3 separate regions of the Rattus norvegicus genome follow, and all the other regions are linked to region 1. A link is a contact called in public Hi-C data. All regions are on one chromosome and are shown on one strand. Each heading gives the region's core, a stretch centred on a gene start, on an enhancer-like site or on the middle of the called end of the contact. The rest is flanking DNA. Distances are from core to core; before and after follow the strand shown. Region 1 overlaps LOC108348536 (a long non-coding RNA gene). Region 2 overlaps LOC102551899 (a long non-coding RNA gene). Region 3 has its middle 140 kb from the start of RGD1596092.

The links. Hi-C and Micro-C count contacts between places; a contact is called where the count stands out from the background.
Region 2: a contact with region 1 is called in a Hi-C map of liver, with 5 times the contacts expected there. The contact joins two enhancer-like sites. A contact is called at or near these places in 2 of 12 Hi-C or Micro-C datasets (kidney and liver).
Region 3: a Hi-C map of liver shows a contact between it and region 1, with 3 times the contacts expected there. The contact joins two enhancer-like sites. A contact is called at or near these places in 2 of 12 Hi-C or Micro-C datasets (kidney and liver).

What each region holds. Positions count from the first base shown.
Region 1 is chr17:20,555,104-20,559,805 of GRCr8, forward strand. All of the region lies in intron 5 of LOC108348536 (a long non-coding RNA gene), which reads left to right. Among named protein-coding and RNA genes, the nearest start is that of RGD1596092, 210 kb to the right of the region's middle. Within about 2 kb of position 2,563, at least 1 of the 93 cell types and tissues checked has an H3K27ac peak or open chromatin away from gene starts, as enhancers often do. A contact at or near this core is called in liver, where this site is marked.
Region 2 is chr17:21,032,965-21,037,666 of GRCr8, forward strand. LOC102551899 (a long non-coding RNA gene) reads right to left here. Exons shown (of 4, transcript XR_010059143.1): 2 at 2,993-3,109; 3 at 663-1,647. Among named protein-coding and RNA genes, the nearest start is that of Cd83, 77 kb to the right of the region's middle. Within about 2 kb of position 1,942, at least 52 of the 93 cell types and tissues checked have an H3K27ac peak or open chromatin away from gene starts, as enhancers often do. A contact at or near this core is called in liver, where this site is marked.
Region 3 is chr17:20,910,605-20,915,306 of GRCr8, forward strand. No RefSeq gene overlaps it. Among named protein-coding and RNA genes, the nearest start is that of RGD1596092, 140 kb to the left of the region's middle. Within about 2 kb of position 2,302, at least 17 of the 93 cell types and tissues checked have an H3K27ac peak or open chromatin away from gene starts, as enhancers often do. A contact at or near this core is called in liver, where this site is marked.

The DNA of each region.
Region 1 (4,702 bases), core at 1,313-3,812:
GTGTTGTTTTTCTATGAATTTGGAAGCTTAAGACACTTATATTGGAAGGATTGCCAATAAAATCTAGAAGACAGAACTGCAAGGCAGAGGACAGCACTGGAAAGAGTGGATCAACAACCAAGCAGATCCTGTGTGAGCTCAGTTGTATCACTAGAATTTTACTTGTCTGGTTGGCTCTAAGATTAGTGTAGTGAGGCTCAAGAGGCAGATGCAGCATCCTCTGTGTGGGTGATACGTACTGGTCGGTTTCCCATTACTGTATGAAACACCTAATACAACACGACTCAAGAGGAGCGGTTTGTCTTGGCTCACAGTTTCAGAAGTTTTGGTCCCTTGTCCCTCGGCACTGCTGATTTGGGGCTTGTGGTGAAACCATATATCACATTGGGATTGTGTGATGAAGCAAAACTCTTCAAGCCATGGTGGTCAGGAAACAAAGAGAGGAAGAGGAGGGGCGAAGGTCTCAATATCCCTTCAAGGGCCTTGCCTCTGGACACCAGTAATCTGACTTCCTCCCACTAAGACTTACCTTGCAAGGGTTCTATTATTACCCCATAGTGGTCCACCTCTATCCGAATTCTAGCATGCCTCACATTTTGTTTCTGTTGTCAGAAAGGAAAGACTTATTTTCCTGTTAAATTGACTTTTCAATCAGGAGGATGCTTTCTTAAGTCTGCTGAGTCACCAGGACAGAAACCAGCTTGGAAACACAGATCTTCTTACCCTCAAACCGGTGCCGGCCCCACATCTCAGACACTTGTTTTACTTGAAAAACTTCTCTACAAACTGCCTGCCCAGTCTCACAGATGTGTGTGACTGGACCAACACCACACAGCTAGCCCTTAGACATGTATGTTGTACCTTCTTTTTTCTGTTTTGTTTAAAAAGAAACAACCCAGACTCAGAATGAATATGAATAGGGTCTAGCCTGCCCCTGTGATAGAACTTAATTGTTAAGGGATAACATGTTTTGATTCACTCCATTTTGTTTCCCTTGACTTCAGGAACAGCCAGCCTTTCTGGAAAGAACAGCATTTCAGGTTACCGACAATCTGGTCATAAAGTGAACCGTGGTATTTTACAAAATAATCCTGACCAAATGCCAACTCACAGCAGGGAGAAGCAAAGAACAAAAGAAATACATGTCACTTGTGAGGAGACAAGGAGAACTGTTTCTGGAAAGACTTCAGAAGTTCCTGGGTGGGGAAAAGAGACAAGAGAACTGAAACTGACCTTTGCGGTACCAAGAGGTGCTCAGAAGCGGGGGAGGAAGGAATCTCAGCATTCTCTTTAATTTTACTAAGTTTTGTATTGTTTTGTTTCCAGACAGGGTCTCACTATAGCTCAGGCTAGACTGGAACTCACTGTGTAGACCAGGCTGGCCTTGAACTCACAGAGATCCCTCTGAGTCTGCCTCCTGAGTTCTAAAATTAAAGGTGTGCACCGCCACACCAGGCCAGGAGGAAGGGATCTAAGAAATGGTTGCTATAAACCACACAGTATCACACATTTCTCTCAGGATCTGTTAAGATAGAGTATGCAAATTTCAAAATTTAATAAAAGAATATGAAATTTATCCTCCCTCCCCTTTCTTTCCATGTACTTTATTTAGGTCTTTAACAGCTTAAATGATTGGTAGTTACTAAAAGGACATCTGCCTATGGTTTTGTATTTGTCCTAATCTCTCTCTCTCTCTCTCTCTCTCTCTCTCTCTCTCTCTCTCAGTCTGTGTGTGTGTGTGTGTGTGTGTATTGTACATTTGCATGTGATAGAGTTCATGTGTTTGAGTACATTGTATTTATATGTGGGTGTACATATATGCATACAGATAATATGGATGTTGGGGGTGGGGCATGCATGTAGAGCCTAGAAGTCAGTGTCAGATGTCTTCTTTTGTCTTGCTCTTACTTTTTCTGACATCATCTCTTACTGAACCCGGAGTTCACTAATTGGGCAAGACCAGATGTCTGGGGGAACTCCTGGCATCTTCTTATCTCTACCTTTACCATACCCAGCATTGTATATGTGTTCTGGCCATCGGCGCAATGAAGCTCAGGTCTCCATGCTTACAGGGCACTCACTTTACCAACTAAGCCATTCCACCAGCCTCCTGTGTTCCAAGTTCGAGCAAGACTCCCTGCTTTGACTACTCCACGATGAAATGTATTACTCAAGGGAGAAAAAAGAAAGATTTCCCTGAAGATTTTATAAGGGAGACCGCAGAGGAAATTTACTTATAATGTTGGCCATCTTTCTAAATCATTCTCATGTATCTCCTCTTCCTGATTCTGTCCCTGCTTTTAGTCTCCATTCAAGGCCATTTCTCTCCCCCATTCATGATTGTTTTCTAGAAAGATCTTGCTTCTCCCCCCTTCTCTCTTCCCTTCCCTACCTGCTCCTCCACAGGCCTGAGGCTCAGGCTTGATCTGACTCACCCAAGTGGTCTGCCTACAATTGTGTATCTTCCTTTGTGAATGACTTGAGTAACACAACTGCCTGGTGGTAACTTCTTTGTATTCCAGAAACAGGAGCTGCCGAAGTTCACTGTGTGCTTTGGTTTCCTAATTGTTCATTTGTTTGTTCTGTGCTTATCCAAGGCTGGAGGCTAGGCTCAGAGGTGAAGGATATAAATAGAATTGTGTCCAGTCACTTTGTTTTCAGGATAACACCATTTCTTTCCCCACATTTAAGTGCATGCTTCCACTTCAGCAGAAGCAAAGAGAAATAGATCTTTCTTGTTACTTCTGAATTTGTGAGGAGTAGCCAGTCATCTTTACTGCCTCCCCTTATTTTGGGGTCACCCGTCTTACTCTTTCTAGTTTGTTATCTACACTGTTGAAGAGAGCACCAAATCTCACATCCTGATGTCTTGGAACAACGGCACTACTTCTAGATTCTAGAATGCTCTGAGAGCCGAGGTCCTCTAATCACCACACAGACAAAACCCTCCAGGGAACTGGAGATGCTGTGGGACTGACTTATCAATTCTTTCCTTCTGCTGGCTATCCAGCTTCTTGTAGTTTCTGGTTAGTTTTGCATGAATGAACTCATGAAGGACATGTGTTTTTTGAGGTAAAAAGCAGGCTTAATGTATATGTTTGGTAGGCACTAGGATGTTTTGTTTTTTGGCAAGGATATTTGCTCAATGAATCTATAAGATTGAAAAATGTGTCGTAGCTTATTTGTGGGTCTGTTTGGGGGGGGGTTCTGTCTCCTGAGTTTCACACTATTCCTTCCCCAGACTAATAAAAAAACATTTTTTTCCGGGAGTTTTCCAAATCTGTGTGTTCTTTTCTCCTTCTGGTTCACCCACCTGTGGTATTTTTTCATCATATCAGCACGATCTTATCAGTAATTCTGCTCTTGTCTCCAAATTACTCTGTTTCCCTCGACCTGCTGACTTTGGTAGCAATGACTCCCTTTCCTGTTTCCCCCTCCTCCTCCTCCTCCTCCCCTTCTTCCCTTCCCTCCTCCTCCCCCTCCTCCTCCCCTTCTTCCCTTCCCTCCTCCTCTTCCTCCTCTCCTTCTTCCCTTCCCTCCTCCTCCCCATCCTCCTCCCCCTCCTCCTCCCCCTCTCCTCCCCCTTCCTCCTCTTCTTCCTCCTCCTCCTCCTCCCCCTTCTCCTCCTCCCCCTTCCTCCTCTTCTTCCTCCTCCTCCTCCCCCTTCTCCTCCTCCCCCTTCCTCCTCTCTCCTCCTCCTCCTCCCCCCTCCTCCTCCGAAGACACATTCTGCATCCATCCCTTCACCTGGCACTGGATGTATGTCACATCTTAAAGAGCTGCCGCCACCCTCCCCTCCCTCTTCCCTTCCCCCACAGGACGCTTCTACAACTGGTGCTGCCACGTTTACTCTGTGTCTTCCTGTTCATCCTGCTCCATGTCAACCCTTGTCACTCAGGGGTAACAGTTCAATGATCTTTCCCCTTCTCTGTCCACTGAGTTCATTTGCAATTTACAATCCAAACAGTCTCTGGCTGTCAGCTTGCCTGACTGTGACCTCTAATATTTACTCTGCTGTTCCTTTGTCCAAATCTTTCCTGTCACCTTTTATCTCTGGAATTGTCAACACCCATCCCGGATTGTTTCTTTCCCTTTTCTTCTCTGTCCTTCCTGGGTCTCCCCCCTCTCCGCTTCTTAATTCTAAGTAATTGCACACTTGACAAATGTTGCACGCATAGCAAAGGGAATGTTGAGTGCTTCTGGGTACCCATCACCCAGCTTCCCTAAAGGCTGTATGTTACATAATTCCAGCTTTGCATGGGCATCAGGGAGCTGACGTTGGTACAAAGCGTGTGTGCAGTTCTATGCCAAGTTATTACTCGTGTAGACAATTAGATGTGCAGAACTAGTCTACCAACGTGAGATCTCCTCCACCATATCTATGATGGTTCAGTAAGCGTCTCCTAAGATTTGTGTTGAAAGCTTGGCTGCTAGACTGTGATGCCACCAGGAGGTAGAACCTTTAGGAGATAAGGTCTAGTAGCAGGTAGTGAAGTCACAGGGATACTGAGAACTCAGATCCTTCTCTTTCTCTTCCTGGTCACCATGAGGGGATGAGGGGAGCAGCTTTGCCTGCCTCTCCTCAGGACCAAAGACTACAGCGGTAACGGACCATCATTAGAATCTCTGAATTCATAGGCCAAAACAGACTTTTCCTCCTGGTAAGATGATCACCCCAGGCATTTTATCACAACTATAGAAA
Region 2 (4,702 bases), core at 692-3,191, 480 kb after region 1:
AATCACTGGTCTCTGACTCAGGCTTCTGTCACAGTCTATGTGGCTTCTGTAACAAAACATCTTAGACGGGGAAACTTAAAGAGCAAAGAATGCATTGTTCATTCACTGTTCTGGAGGGTGGGAATTTGAAGACCAAGGTGCTGGCAGATTTGGTGTCTGGTGAGCGTCCACTCCTTGCTGGAATAGGTGATGAAATGTGGGTGTTCCTCACATGACTGAAGGGGCCAAGAACGACACTTTCTAATTACCTCCTTTATAAGGGCACTTGTCCTGTAATCATGACTGAATCACTTCTCCATCGGCCCCACCTCCTAATATGATCTCATTATGTATTGGGTTCCAACATACATTAGGGAATGGGAGAGCATTCAGACCACAGTAGGCCTATAGGTTCAACTCTTCCTGAATGTTGGTATATCTGTGGCAACACATTCATGCTGGCTCTCACTCCTGGGGGAGTAATCTTGTGGGGTTTTCAATTCTCTTCCCATTGCTGGAGATCTCCCTTCTGGTGAAGGGGTCCTGGTGTGTGGTACTCACCTGCTCCCGGGGGAAGTTAGCATACCTGCGTTTTGCTGACTCTTAGAAACAAAGGCTGTTTAGCAACCCTCCCACCCCTCCCCTCCCAACTCCTCCCCAGTCCCATCTCCAACTTCTCTCACCGAAACAGGTAGCTGGTTCTGTGTGTCCACGGTTCCCAAAGTCCAGAACACACCTGTAAATCTCTCCAGGCGATTCTCTGGTATCCACCTACGTAGACTCTGTGCTGTTTCTTGCTGGTCTCTTCTAGATCTTTAGTTTGAAAATGAGGCATATCGACATCCTCCAAGCCAAACCCAAGACAGTCTCCACCTCTCCTGGGAGCATAGGCAGGAGGGAATAGAAATAGCCTGCCCAGTCAGGGTCCCAGCAAAAATTCCAGACTCAGTCAGATGCAAATGAATGTCAGGTTAAAGCAAACAATAGATATCTGGAAATTACCTGAGAGCGCTCAAAGGCTCTGCCCAAGTGACAGATCTGCTGCTGCCCCGTGGAATCCCAGATGTGTTTCCCTTCCCTGCGCCACATTTAGCAATGCAGCACCGATCCCCACTAATGTTGCCGTCTACCTCCCTCAGACCTAGTTCTCTCACATCACCTGAACTAGAGACAATCCTCAGAACACCCGTTTTAAAGTAAAAAACGCAGAGGGGCAGGCTTGTGCCTATGGAAGAGGGAAGCTTAGACAACAGGAAGGAGGCATATGACTCCCCCACAGGACAAGGAGAGTGGTGGGTGGTGGTTGGCGGGGGGGGGGGGGGGGGGGCGGGGACGGGGGAGTAGGCAGGCAGCCTTGAGGACTCTTAGGCCTCACAATAAATGAGGACGCCTGGCGCCTGCGGCGGGGTCAAATGGGGTCAGACAAGCTTATCCCTGCGCCTGGGAATTAAGGGTATCCTGAGGACAGCTGTAGAACAAGAGTCTCCAGGGTCCTCCCTTTCTAGGCAGGTCAGGAACCATGGAGGCAGGAACGCTATCAAGGTAGTGGCAGTGGTATTTCTCACCCATGGAAACGACGTCGAGCTCCGTGCAAAGCCCAGACGAGAGACAAAGAATAGCTGTCAGTGCTGTTCGCCTCCTCTAGAATCGATGCTTGGTGTACGGTCCCTAAAGCCAAAACCAAACCAAACACTCCTGGAAATATCAACAGACTTTGCATCTGTGACAGGTCCCCGAAACTGTTTCTCCGAGCTCGTGACAACAAATGCATGCCTTGCAAATCATCCCGGGACATCGGCGTTTCCCCCACCCCCTGCCTCCGTCTCGCCCCGGAGGACTCAAGGCCTGGGCGCATCTGCTGGAAGACTGGAAAACTTTTGCCAGGCTGGTCTTGCGCAGCCAGGGGCGTGTAGACACGCAGCACGGCACTGCCACCTTGTGGCCGGCGGCTGCATCGCGGACGACAGTTAGCAGCATCCAGCAGAGGCTAGGCAGCAGCGCACGTCCGCAGGAACGCACTAGGCTAGCAGGAGCAGGGGCGGAGCGTGCCGGAGCCGGTCACGTGGGTTAGCAACAGGCAGCAGCCAATGACAGCGCTAGTCAAGTGGCGCGTGCGCTTGGAGACTCCGGGAAGGCGTGGAAGGCTCTGCCTGCGCAGAGCAAGCTGGCTGGGGGAGTGGCTGGGGATGGTGGTTGGAGTTCCGACCTTGCTTTGGAGCTGGGGAACCAGATCTTTAGTAGAAACCCCCTGGGGGACAGCGAGTGAATGAGGAGATGGCAGAAGGGACGTGTCCTTGTCCTCCTGTGTCAGTCACTTGTTGCTTTACCAAAGCCTTAGCAACCAGTCTGTCCCCTAGATTCTTAGTGGGTTAAAACAGAATAAAGATACCCCTAGTCAGTGGCTCAATGCCATAAAACTTATTGCTACAAATGAGCATCAACACCTCACAGAGCCTAAAGGACTGGTCAGAGGAGGACAAAGCAGAGAAAGCCAGGAATTGGGTCACAGGGGGAAAAATGTTAACTTAGTTGGTTTTCATTTTCCCCAGTACAAAGAATGACTTTTGTGGTAATCCCACCGTGTTGACATAAACCAGCCCACCCTTGAACGCTGAGCTGACCACACTACACAATGTCGGATGGAGGGAATCAGAATGGCCTCTAACAAGCTCAGTCTCCAAGGGGTTCTCCTGGTTTTCAGGGCCAAGCACATTGTTTCTTGTGAATGGCCTCTCTCCCTCTCTCCCTTCTGATCATGGTTCCCCTTGCATATTGACCTCTCTGTAACAAATCCAGGATTGCCCCCCTGAGAACGTCTAACCCATTCCTGTACCTGAGGGCATTTTGAAGGACTAGAAGCTGTCACACTGTTGTCGGATGCTCTTACATAGGCAAAAATGGCCCAGCCTCCAGGATCCAGCCATCCTACTCGACTGGAGGGGTGACTTTCTAGTCGTGAATTTTATCTTCATTCAGGGTTAGATTGCCCCTGAGGGTGGTGGAAATGACCTACCTGTCAAGAGCAGGAAGCAGTTTAGGGGCTCTTCCAAGACTCTTCCTTGAGAGTAGCCCTGCCTTTCATCAACGTGGAGACCTCACTCTTTCCCAACACAGCATGTCAAGCTTGTGCCTATGAGAGAGGGAACTTGGTCAACTGGAAGGAGACATAAGACACGCACGCGCGCACACACACACACACACACACACACACACACACTGCACAAGAAGGGGGGAGGTAGCTAACCTTGAGAACTCTCCTATGTGTATGTTAACCCCTGAGTTTATCCATTACTTGATACAACAGGCCTTGTAGACCCACTAAGTCCTGTCCAGTAATTATATTTCTGCAAATCTGATTTATTTTTTAAGTACAGTACTCCGAAGATCCTGGCTGGTATGCACTTTGAGTCCATGAATATGTATTGAGTTCTAGGCAGCAGACACCACATAGCCACATGGGTACTAGAGGATACCATTGCAGCAAGAGAGAAACTGGCAAAGTGAGGCAGATTCCTGACATAAGTGAGGAGGGATCACCCTGCTGCCACAGCCAAGCCCTAAACCTCCTCTCCTACCCTGCTTCCTCCAACTCCCTGCTGTCTTCAGGTCTTCTTGGGCCTCCTTTGATCAGGGAACAACTGTCCCCATATTTAACAATTACAAACACCCTGAGAGTCAGAGGCCAGGGATCACAAAGAACAAAAGGCCCCACCTGGCTCCAACCTTAGCTCTAGCATTTGACAAAAATCCCCAACCTGCAGCACGTTCTGCCAGTCTGAACTTCGCTTTCTTCAGCTCTAATGTTCACTCGTAGGACCCCGAGGAATCTGTGTGGAATCCCAAGATTACTGCAAACACAATTTAAATTTCCCACGCTAAAGGACTGCTTCATGGGAGCTCCCATCTCTAAAACCCTAGAAGCGAAGATTTTCTGGGTCTGGATGTTTTTGTGATGGGGGTTGAGCCCCTGGTTTCTTTCTTCGCATATCACTAGGTTACAGGACACAGTCTTGCCAGATTTACGGAAGCAACAAACAGGTTCCCCTACTCCCTGACCCGGCACAGAGTTAATGGCTGTGCCTGAGGATAAAATTAGATCTTGGTGGAACAAACTTGGCTGTCGTGAGGAAAGCCCCACAGCAGATGCCCTTCACTAGTCTTGTAACTTTGATCAAATTAGGAGAACTCATCAGCTTACTCAAGTCTAGAAAACAAGGAGGTTGAATAACTTAGTAATCCCGGGCATTCACAAGATCTTTCCTAGATTCAAGACCAGCGGTTCTGAACCTATGAGTCTTGAATCCTTTGGGGATAGACCAACTCTTTCACATGGATCACCGAAGGCCATCAGAAAACAGATATTTATGTTACGATGTGTAGCAGTAGCAAAATTACAGTTATGAAGGAGCAGTGAAATAATCCTATGGGGAGGTCACAGCAATAGAAAGGTTGAGATCCGCTGTTCAAGAATCCTAATGAGGTTCATCTTCTACCCTGCCTCTGGGCTGAGTCCCTTGATCACCCCTCTAATACATGTACCCACCCTATTTGGTGTACGGGGGAAGCAAGCAAAGGACATCAGACTGTAAACAGTAACTGATCCATTGTTGTGTTTGCACAGGTGCTTTGAGTCCACAGCAGTCTTTGACCTCGGCTCAGTGAGCAGGTCCCCCACCTCCTGTTCTACGGGACATTCAGTGTGTGTGTGGGCTTTTGGTGCACA
Region 3 (4,702 bases), core at 1,052-3,551, 360 kb after region 1:
TTTCACATTTTTTTAAAATGCCCTTCGAGGTCCTTTACCCATCCTAGGAGGCTGAACTTGAACAGGTCTCTGCCTTTCTGGCTGGAGGAGGGTTCACAGACCATTTTTGGATCCAGGCTGCTGCCTTGGGCTGCTCGTGGCGTCTTTGCTAGAAAGAGCCAACAGCCATGGACAGAGGAGCATCTACAGGAATGGTGCCTCTCAGGTGCCCCTGGGGTCAGTGCCCTATTGTTCCTCATAACCCATAAGGGAGCCCAGTTTGCAGACATACATGCAGCTGGGAATGTTCCAGTGCCCCCCGTTTCCCAGCACTCGGTGCCTGTGATTCTTTATAATGCCCGTGCTTTCTATGACAGGTTATACGCTCCTCTGTGTATTGGTGGGGGGAGGCATTCCTCCCCTGTCTTGGACTCATCTCTCCTTTTTAAAACTCTCCCCTCAGCCCGGTGGGCTCTTCATTCAGACTAACAATAGCGCTGGCAATAATGAGGTGGCAGTGGGGAAGAGCTACGGTTTAATAAAGCGTTGGCCTAGCAGCCTCCCACTCCCCACACCAGGGCTCTCATAAAGCCTTTTCATCGTTCCAGGGCTGTGGTTTCCACCCTGGCGTCTGTGAATGGCTTTCTCAACTGAAAGGGCTCTTTATTTGTTCTCTAGGATGCGGTTGAGAGTGGCCACAGATTTCAGCTGCCTGGTGAGGCTCTGAGGGGAGTCAGATGGGGAAACCCTGGCATAACCAGACAACAAGTCACCCTGGGACTTTTCAGAAGTTTTCTAGAACACTGGAAGGTTCTAGACGTTTCTGGATCATGTCCAACTTGAGTAGGAAATCCATGTGATTTTTATCCCAAGCTTAAAATATATTATTTGGGATTCATTATAGAAAATCTGTCTTTTTAATCTTCCACGAAATTATGGGCTAGAACAAAACAGGAACCCCTTAGCGGCATGTCTTTCTAAATACCACCGTCTGATAGCGCTTTAGAGGGTGTGAGCCAAGAGCTTTCGTCACCTCTGTGTGTTTACTCAGTAAATTTTCTTATGCTGTTACTATGTGTGTTTTTAGAGAGTGTTTTCTATGCTGTTTTTATAAAGTGTGACTTTTTAAAAATCACAAAGACGTATATGCTATGGGTTAAAAATTCAAGCACTCACGAAATGTAGGGGTTGGAAACTGAAAGGCCCCTGGGATCCTTCCCTTCTAAGATGTTATGGATGTCGTGTGAAGTTGCTGCTTGGTTTTTTTCCTTCTTAGTCCTGGGGAAAATAAAAGCTCTGGAGGGGAAAGCAATACAGGCCCAGGCAGTTCACACATTACACTCTTCCCCGCTCTGTGGACAGAGATGATTTTAACTTTCATGACTACTTTCTTCCCCACGACAAATACCAATGTGCACCAGGCCAGGTCCTAGAGTCTTTGGCTGGTGTAAATGAAGGGCCATGGAATCACTGTGACTTGAGTGTCTATGCTACAGTCTTAATATGCTCTCTCCGATTGCTAGGTTGAAGTCCTTACATTTCAACTTAGGTGTATTTTGAGTAGGACATTTAGGGGAGTATCGAGATCAAAAGAGTTGACAAGGGTCGGGTGCTAATGGAATAGGATTTTTATGTCCTTTTAAGGAAAGATGTATGAGGCTGGGAATGTTAGTGGTAGAACATTTGTAAACATGTGTGAAGGCCTGGGTTCTATTCCCAGGACTGTAAAAACCCAACCAACCAATCAACCAACCAACCAACCAACCAACCAACCAACCAACCAACCAACCAACCGCACAATCCCAATAAGCCATGATATCCGTCATCTTCCTAACAAAGGAGAACAGGGCAAGGAGGCAACTGGTGAGAGGATCTACCAGAACCACAGCAGGCCAGCTCCCGGCTCTTGAACTTTCCAGCTTCCAGACTTTGAAAAATAAATATTTGCTTTTGAAACCACCCAGTCCATGGTATTTTGTTGCAACAGACCAAGCTGATTGATGTGGAAAGTGGTGTGTGTGTGTGTGTGTGTGTGTGTGTGTGTGTGTGTGTGTGTGTGTGAAACCACCCATGTATCTGTGGCCTGCCCTTGCCTTTTTCTGTCTTTGGTAAAGTCTTGGTCATTTGCTTATTGTAGGAGCACTATGGAGTGGGGGGTGGTGTCTCTGACAGCAGTGTGTTTACAGCCACTCATGTCAGGACTCAGCCTTTCTCTCCACACTGAAACTTTTTCTTTCCCTCATTTTAACAGTCCCTATAGTCCCCACGTACCACTGACCTTGGCCGCAGTAGAAGCAGGCGCCAAGCTTTACACAGAAACCTTTGATGGACACTGATGGTGTGCTTCAAGCTCTTCGCCAGCTTGGCTCAAACACACATCTGCTCATCAGAGCCAATCCTTCTGACACCTCCCTTTGAAAGCATCCACCCCTGCAAGTTACATGTCTGCAGCAAGTAGAATATTTGTGTAATTGGTGACTTAGCCTTTCTCTTTCCCTGCTGTCCTCACAGGGTCCACTCGGGAGCTAAGGTTGACCCCATCAACTCTGGAGCTCAGAGACACTGCGAAGAGGAACAACCCAAGGCTCAGTGTGGTTCAAAAAGTAAACTAAATCCCAGGAGGCCTGTGGAGTTGAATGAAAGATTTCCGGGTTCTGCTGTCAATCTTTAGCTTAAACACAACTGATATCACCTAGGTGTTATTTCAAGATGCAGAACATCTTTTGAAAATAAGTGGGAGTCAGGAGAAGGGTAAACTGGAAGGTGCTGAATGAAAAGCCAGTCTCGAAGCTCATGTCAGTACATTTCAGACCTTTCTATTGTGACCCAAACTAGAGTTTACATGATCAGCCTGAAGTATTTCCGTAGGCAGGCAGGCAGGCAGGCAGGCAGGCAGGCAGGCAGGCAGGCAGGCAGGCAGGCAGGCGAACACACACACGCATACCACATTTCTTCCCTGAACAATAACTAGCTTTATTGTCTGTGCTGTATTCTGATATTAGCTAGGCTGGTCTATTTCATTTAAAATACTGAGAACTAAGCAGGTAGTATGCTCCAGGTAGTAGCATTTCTGAGTATGCATTCCCAAGGCTGTGAAAAAGGGACAGTTTATTCCAACTAGGGACAAAGGCTGGTCAGAAAGAGCAGGAGTGGTGAGGAAAGACTGGATAAGATACTATATTTGGAGTTTGTTGATGGTCCTGGGTTCAGCTGGCAGCTTTTCTCTTTACTGGGTTCTCAGAGCTCTCTCTCTCTCTCTCTCCAGAAGGGAAAACAAGACTTTCATCCTGTGGTTGCAATAAATGTTTTGAAAGACAAGTTAAAGAAAATGCTTTAGTAAAGCTCTCCAGAAACAACAGACTCCTGGTGAGACAGTTGTTGCTATGAATGAGCACACACCCAAAGCCATGTAGCCCCTACCTGTGTGGTTAGGGCAGGCACCTCCATGACGGGGTTGGCAGGGTGATAAACAGAGTATAAGTCTTTCTGACACAAGACGACTCATCCAAAACAGCCTTGCAAGTAGCGACTGGGTTCTTCATCCTGGAATTTTCTTGTTATTCCGTTTCACTTTTGAGTAGCCCTACCTTTCTGGGAAGGGACAGCAGGAGGCTGGAGTTCTAACCTGGCTCAGGGGCTAATTCTCTATGTGAGTTTCTGTAAGCATTTATTTCATCTCTATGTGCTGGCCGGTTCTTGTGATAATGGGATGAGAATCATAATACCTGCCCACTGTGTCTCCCAGGCAGGTTGAAAGGCCCTGGGTACATTAAAAACACAGAAAGAAGCTTTGAACTTCTAGTGGATAGGCATATTATCAATACAAAGGTTTAACTATTTATTATTATCTTCTGTCTTTCCTGGGAAATTCCATTGTGCGGATTTGCGGCTAGCACATTATCTTTCTCCTTTCTTTTTTTTTTCTTTCTTTTTTTTTTTTAAGAAATAAAATTCATCTCTAACTACCTTCTGAAAGCAAATTTATGCTTTGGTCATTTGATTAATAGGGAGAGAGGACAGACACCAGCTTCTCAATCAAAGTGCTTTTGAATAATTCAATGCCTGATATTAAAAGCGGAGAACCACCACCTGGTGTGGTTTACTCTGCATTGCAAAGAAAAATCCGATTTGCCTGTCTACATGGAGGACCCCTCGCCTGGCTGGCTTCTCTGCTCCCCGTCTTTCCTTGAGACCACTCCTTTCCAGCCCCACAGTTTGTGTGTAGATATGAGAGCCCTAGCCAGGACTACTCCAGCCCTGAGGTCAGTCAGGGACTAAGAGGGCGGACCTAGAGGACAGGATCGATTGGTTGGTTGACTGATGATTGATTCCTGCCTTTCATCTTTCTTTCTTTTGAGATAGAGATCACTTGCATCCCAGGTTGGCCTTCAGTGTAGCCTAGGATAAACTTCTAACCCTGCTACCTCCACCTCCTGAGTGCCTGGCTTTATGCAGGGGTGGGGATCAAACCCAGGGATTTGTGTCTGCTAGGCCAACACACTTCCAAGAGATATCTTTTCTAAACATCCAAGAATGGGACCTTTTGTGAATCCACACAAGCTCTCTGTGTAGGTTAGCTGAGACTTGCTACCAAGTAAAAAACCCAAGGAAAACAGGAAGCCAGGCAGTGGCCCTCTAGGGACTTTGTGCCTGTAACCCCAAACATAGCAAAGACCCCTGAATGGAATGACCCATCTGAGCCCACATCTTCCTGCCTACAGGT